2 separate regions of the Rattus norvegicus genome follow, and region 2 is linked to region 1. Evidence: chromatin contacts called from public Hi-C data. All regions are on one chromosome and are shown on one strand. The core of a region is the stretch at or near the end of the contact, and the rest is flanking DNA. Distances in the headings are between cores, read along the strand shown.

The links. Hi-C and Micro-C count contacts between places; a contact is called where the count stands out from the background.
Region 2: a Hi-C map of liver shows a contact between it and region 1, with 5 times the contacts expected there. The contact joins the promoter of Grb2 here to the enhancer-like site in region 1. A contact is called at or near these places in 6 of 12 Hi-C or Micro-C datasets (frontal cortex, kidney, liver and 1 more) and 1 of 1 datasets of contacts at active chromatin or transcription factors (oligodendrocytes).

Annotation. Positions count from the first base shown.
Region 1 is chr10:101,385,943-101,388,836 of GRCr8, reverse strand. Grb2 (growth factor receptor bound protein 2) reads left to right here. Exons shown (of 6, transcript NM_030846.2): 4 at 753-875. Among named protein-coding and RNA genes, the nearest start is that of Slc25a19, 21 kb to the right of the region's middle. Within about 2 kb of position 1,451, at least 18 of the 93 cell types and tissues checked have an H3K27ac peak or open chromatin away from gene starts, as enhancers often do. A contact at or near this core is called in liver, where this site is marked.
Region 2 is chr10:101,446,833-101,449,717 of GRCr8, reverse strand. Grb2 (growth factor receptor bound protein 2) reads left to right here and starts at 1,580. Exons shown (of 6, transcript NM_030846.2): 1 at 1,580-1,640.

The DNA of each region.
Region 1 (2,894 bases), core at 202-2,701:
TGCATGATAGCCATAATGAAATAATGATTTGTCACTGATAGGCAGACGGTCTGGTACTGTTGGGGTTATCATGTGCATATGAAAGGATTTCAGATCCATGAGGTAAGGTAGGACAGTCTCACTGTGTAGCTCTGGCTGTCCTGAAACTATGTAGACGAGGCTGACTTCGAACCACAGAGCCTTTGTCTGCCTCCTGGGTGCTGGGAATAAAGGGACACCACAACCACAACCTAGAGTCTACTTCCTCACAGTCCAGCTTCCCTCTGTGCTGTCGCAGACTCCACACCTCCAAGTCAGATGTCAGCCAGCCAGCCCTGCACTCCTGTTATGATGAAATGGCTTCCAAGGGCCTGTCTTCCCCTCTGCCCTTATCCTGGGTATCTGGGCTTCCCTAGGTACCACCTGATGAGTGAGGGAGAGGCAGGGCAGCTTTGGCCTTGGGCACTGGCTTTCAGACTGCATGTTAGGAGTGGTCTCCTTGTAGCCTGAAGAGTGGCCCTTGTTGCTGCCTTGAATCATGATCTGTAGAGTGGAGTGGGTGAAGCTGTTTGAAAGCTCTGTCACTCAGGAAGGCCCTGAGCCAAACAGTAGCCCCAGAGCCTTAGGCAAGAGGCCAGCAGGTAATGCTCTGCCCTGCTCTGCCCTCCCTCCTTCTCTCCGACAGAAGTGTCCCCATGTACATGCCAGGTTGTGCATCCCACCCAGTTCTCTGTGGGGAGGCAGATGTTGACTGGCTTGCCTTCCTTCCTTAGGTGGTTTTTTGGCAAAATCCCCAGAGCAAAGGCAGAAGAAATGCTTAGCAAACAGCGGCATGACGGGGCCTTCCTGATCCGAGAGAGCGAGAGCGCTCCTGGGGATTTCTCCCTGTCAGTCAAGTAAGTATTTCCTGCTGGAGCTGCCAGAGAAGCTGCAGCCATTGACTGGATTGTAAGGCTGCTGGGAAGATGTTAACCTGTCTTTTCCTGTGGACATCCTAGTGTTTGCTCTAACCTAGTTGTAGCAGATCCGAGCTTTAGGTTTGCAGTGTCATGAACCTATGGGAACTGACAGCACCCAGGGCCAGTTTAATCTGCACCACTTCTCATCCCGCCTGCCTTCACTGCTCACCTGGACCCGACACTTGGTTTCCATGAGCCTAGTGGGTGTCCTCTCAAAAATCCAAACAGGAGTTGGCCTCTAAGCTAGCACGTGAGAAGCAAAGACAGCTGGATCTCTGTGACTTCCAAGCCAGCCAGAGTTAGACATCTGACCGATCCTCCCCTTCTAGTTACTGTGTCACTGCAGAAGCCTACCCCAAAACTCTTCAGTCACAGACTCTTCTCTGCACCCCAGGCTGTCCAGGAACTTGCTGGGTAGCAGAAACTCGTCAAATGGATGGCAGTTCGCCTGTCTCAGTCTCCTGAGTACTGGGCTTACAGGCATGGCCAGCTGTTCCCTCCTCCTCATTATTAATCTGTAACGAGGTGAGGGAGCCCAGTGTCTTTGACTCCGAGCCAGGGAAGAGGAGGACAGACTGTCAGGAGTCTGCTTGCTTTCTCTGCTGTCTTGTGGGGTCTGAGGTTTAAACCCCACCTTGTCGGGTCTGAGCAGAAGGCCTCACTGAGTCACCCCACTAGTCCTGGCTTTTTTTGTCTTTTAAATACACCAACCAGGGTCTCAATGTAGAGCTCACTGTAGTACATTGAAGGCCCTGGCTTCTATCACTAGCACCACGATTAATGAGTGAAGGAGTGCACTCCTTCAGACCAGCCTTGAACTCCGAGTCCTGTGCCTTCACTTCCCTGTCATGGAAAGGAATGACAGGCCTTAAGCTCTGGGCACCAGAACCAAGCTGTGTTCTGTGTCTGAATGCAGAGGTGAGAGCTTTGGGTGAGCTTTGATACCTCAGAAGGTTTGCATACTTTTCTGTTTTGCTTTGTAAGACAGGATTTTTCTCTGTGTAGTCCTGGCTGTCCTGGAACTTTTATCTATAGACCAGGCTTGCCTCAAACTTTTTTTTTTCAACTGAGTATGATAACAGTTTCTTCTTATAACTAGGTTTGGGGTTTTTTTTTTTTTACATTTTTGATTAAACACATGTAAGTAAGGGTCATACAGAGTCTTGGTTTGTAGAATTAGCATTTTTAGACTTCTCAGTAGCTTGTATGTCTTTCCTTTGCCTGAACTGCTCCAAGTAGCAGTAAAACAGCTCAGGAAGGGGAGACAATGATTAGACAGTCGGGAGTGGCCAGGCCCCTGGGCAGTGCTGGGCTGGAGACCGGCCTGTGTTCAGCACCACCACCTCTACCCGAGCACCTGCAGGAAGGCCAGCTATGCCGTCCATGAAAGACAGCCTTGCAGGGATGGAGACCCAGGGCAGAGATAGAAATGCCTGATTAGCACAGTGAGTCCTAGGTTCCATCTCTAGCACAAGCACTGCCAACAACTGAGTGTAGTCTCAGCACTTAGGAGCTTGAAGCAGGAGGATTATACATTCTGGGTCATCCTTGGCTACATAGTGAGCTCAAAATCAGCCTGAGCTAACTGAGACCCTGGCTGATGACATGGCTCAGTGGGTAAAGGCACTTGTTATCTAGCCAGGTGACCTGTGTTTTGAGTCTCAGGAGTCCCTCTGACCGTGCCTGTGCCTACCACACATGCATATCTAGAAAATGTGGTTTTTAAAGTTAAACAGAAAACATTTAAAGATGTTAGTAAGCCATCACTTTAGGAATAAAATGTCCGGGGTGGATGACTCAGTTGGTAACTACCACGCAGACAAGAGGACCTGAGTGAGGATCCACAGTGCAGAAGTTATAGAGAGAGGAGATCCCTGGAGCTGCGGCCGGCCAGCCTAGTGTAATCAGTGAGCTCCAGGTCCAGTGAGAGACATACTGCAGACATCCAGCATTGAC
Region 2 (2,885 bases), core at 331-2,830, 61 kb before region 1:
TGTAACTGGTCATTCTAATATGTAGGTCCCTGGTGCTTGGGGCCAGGGTTCTTCTCTTTGAAACTAAGTAATTCTATCTAGATTGCAAACTGCTGGAATCATCCGGTTTCATCTTTTGCTCCAAGGAAGGCATTTTCAATGCAAATGAAGCTCCGTAAACACTTGGGGAAAGAACGGTTCACTTTCCTTATTCTAGGGGACCCATCTCCTCTATTGTAGCAGAGGTGGGTATTCTCAACTGAAATTCGTTGGCTTCTAGAGAACGCACTAGCATAGGATGTGTTCGTGCTCTCCTGTAATTGGAAAGAGCTTTTGGAACTGAGAGGTACTTCTCCAAGCTTTCCTCTACCGCTCCCCCATAGCCGGCAGCCCCACATAGGAATCTATGTACTTTGCATGGCACAGAACACGACTTTCTCACGCCTCCATCCATCCCTCTGTTCTTCTGTGCTATTCCGTTTGCCGGCTATGGGCTTACCCTGGCTCCTGTGCTGTGCAACTCCTACTCACCCTCAGCACTCGGCGGCACATCACCTTCTTTGTTAAGTCTTTTATGCAGTGGGCAGAGGAACAGAGCCAGCCTTTCTCCATCTTTTTGGCTTCCTCAGCATTCCCCCAAAGTACTATGTGTAAGTGTTATAGTTTGTGTGTGTGTGTGTGTGTGTGTGTGTGTGTGTCTGCACGAGGGTGTGTGCAGGTGAATGCCGGTGCCATCAGAGGCCAGAGGCACTAAATCTCCTGGAGCTGGGGTTACAGACAGTTGTGAACCATGGGATGTGGGTGCTGGGAACTGAAATCAGGTCCTCTGGAAGAGCAGCAAGCGTTTTTGTTTTGTTTTTTTGTTTTTTGTTTTGTTTTTGACCTCTGAGAGGTCTCTCCAGCCCAAGACATTACTTGTTTACTCTTCTGGTGCTTCTCTCGATTGATTGAATCGCTTAAGGGCCAGGATCTCTGCTCGTCGTTTCATCTTCTTTACCCAGCACAGTGTTTACCTACAGTAGGTATGTAGTTCACTCGGTGAACGGACTAATCAAACAGTTCATCAAACACTGCAGGTTGTACGAACCAGATTCCCAAACATTTCTAGATCTGGTCCTCTATTTGGGTCGAACCATCCTGAGATCTGCCGCCCCTCGACCCCTCCTCGAGGCCTCTTTGCTTTGCTTCGATAGAAAGAACGCTATTCGAGTGTGGAAAGCGCTATTCCGCTAGAGCAGAGCTGTAATTCACTTGCTCCGGCACGCAGAGGGTTACAACGGCCCAGGGGCGGAGCCGAGTCCCTGCCACCTGCTGCGGGGCGAGCTGACGCATGCGCGAAGTCCCCCTTAGGCTACCTGCCGGGCGGAGCGGAGGAGGAGCGCTTGCGCTCTGGGCCTTTTCCGCCGGGGAAAGTCTCGCGGGGGCGGGGCGCGGCGGGGCGGGGCCGCGTGGGGAAGTTCTCGCGGGACCCTGGCGAGGAGCGGAAGCTAGGCTGCTCTGCTGCTTCTGCGATCGGGCGGCGGCGGGGCGAGCCAAGCTGCGGCGGGGGACGGCGGTCTGGGCAGCGGGCGCCGCAGTCAGGGAGCAGCAGTGAGGTTGGCGGCCGCGGGCGGCAGCACAAGGCGGGCCAGGCCGGGTGAGGGAGCGGACGGCACGTCGCGGTGAGTGCAGGAGAGCGGGCGGGAAGTGAGCGGGGGCTCCGTCGTCCCCGCGCCGCGCCGGGCAGCTCGGGCCCGGTCTGCTCCGGGCTGCCGGGGCGGGCCGCTCGCGGGTCGGGGAAGGCTCGGACCGGAGCGCAGCGGCTGCGCAGCCGTCTCCTCGTTTCCCCTTTTGGGGCGCTTCCTTCCTGGTGTCGGTCTTCCTCCCGCTCGGGGCAGAGACCGGGCGAGCCGACGATTGAGGTCCGGTGTGGCGGCCGTCCGGCTGGGCGCAGAGGAGCCCGGAGCAGCCGAGAGGCACAGGGTGCTGCTCTGAGTCAGGCTGACTGAGCCCGGGAGGCGGGGGATTCGGTGCCGGCTGCTAACGTGGTGATTGATGCTCCTTTGACCTGCAAGGCAACCACGTCACCGTCTCTTGGCATCTTGCGGTCGAATTGTGTGCGGGAATCCACCATGACTTAGAATGATTGTTACCCGGACCCACCGACTGGTCTTTGCGAGAGTTGGGAGCTTCTTTTGTAGAAGTACTTGAGAAAAAAAAATACTTGTTGTGGGGGGAAAAACAGCAGCAGCTGATGGGAATGCTGGCAGGAAGGATTTTCGCGGAGAGAGCCCCGCTGGTTCATGTCCGTTTGCAACGCTCTAGGTTGTGTGGGTTTGTAAGAAAGTGATTTTTAGGGTGTCTTCAAAAGCTATATAGCAGTGCAGTTTGCCGGGAAGCCGAGGCGCGTTCAACGTCCGTCTTTTGATGGTGTTGACATTCAAAAAGAGGCTAGAGAAATTGGCTTTCTTTTGACTTCTTCGCCTCTCTTTCACTTTGCCCTGCAGTTTTTGTCCTTTCAGTCTCTATTCCACTCCACTAGGGACACGAAGTACATTTTTTTAAAAAATTTATTTATTCTATGTATATGAGTATACTGTAGTTTTCTTCAGACACACCAGATCCCATTACAGATGGTTGTGAGCCATCATGTGGTTGTCGGGATTTGAACTCAGGACTTCTGGAAGAGCAGTCAGTGCTCTTAACCGCTGAGGCATCTTTCCAGCCCCACGAAGTACATTTGTAACGCCAGTCATTGGCGCCTCCACCCCCTTTAGAAAATAATCTACTTCCCCTTCTTGTTCTTCCTCCGCTATAATTTTCGAAGTTTCTGCCGGTTTGAGCACTGTTAATTTTCTCAGTCGTTCTAAGATCCCCTTTTTGGGGGGGGTAGATACCTTCCCTTGTTTGCATTTCTTTTTTTTTTT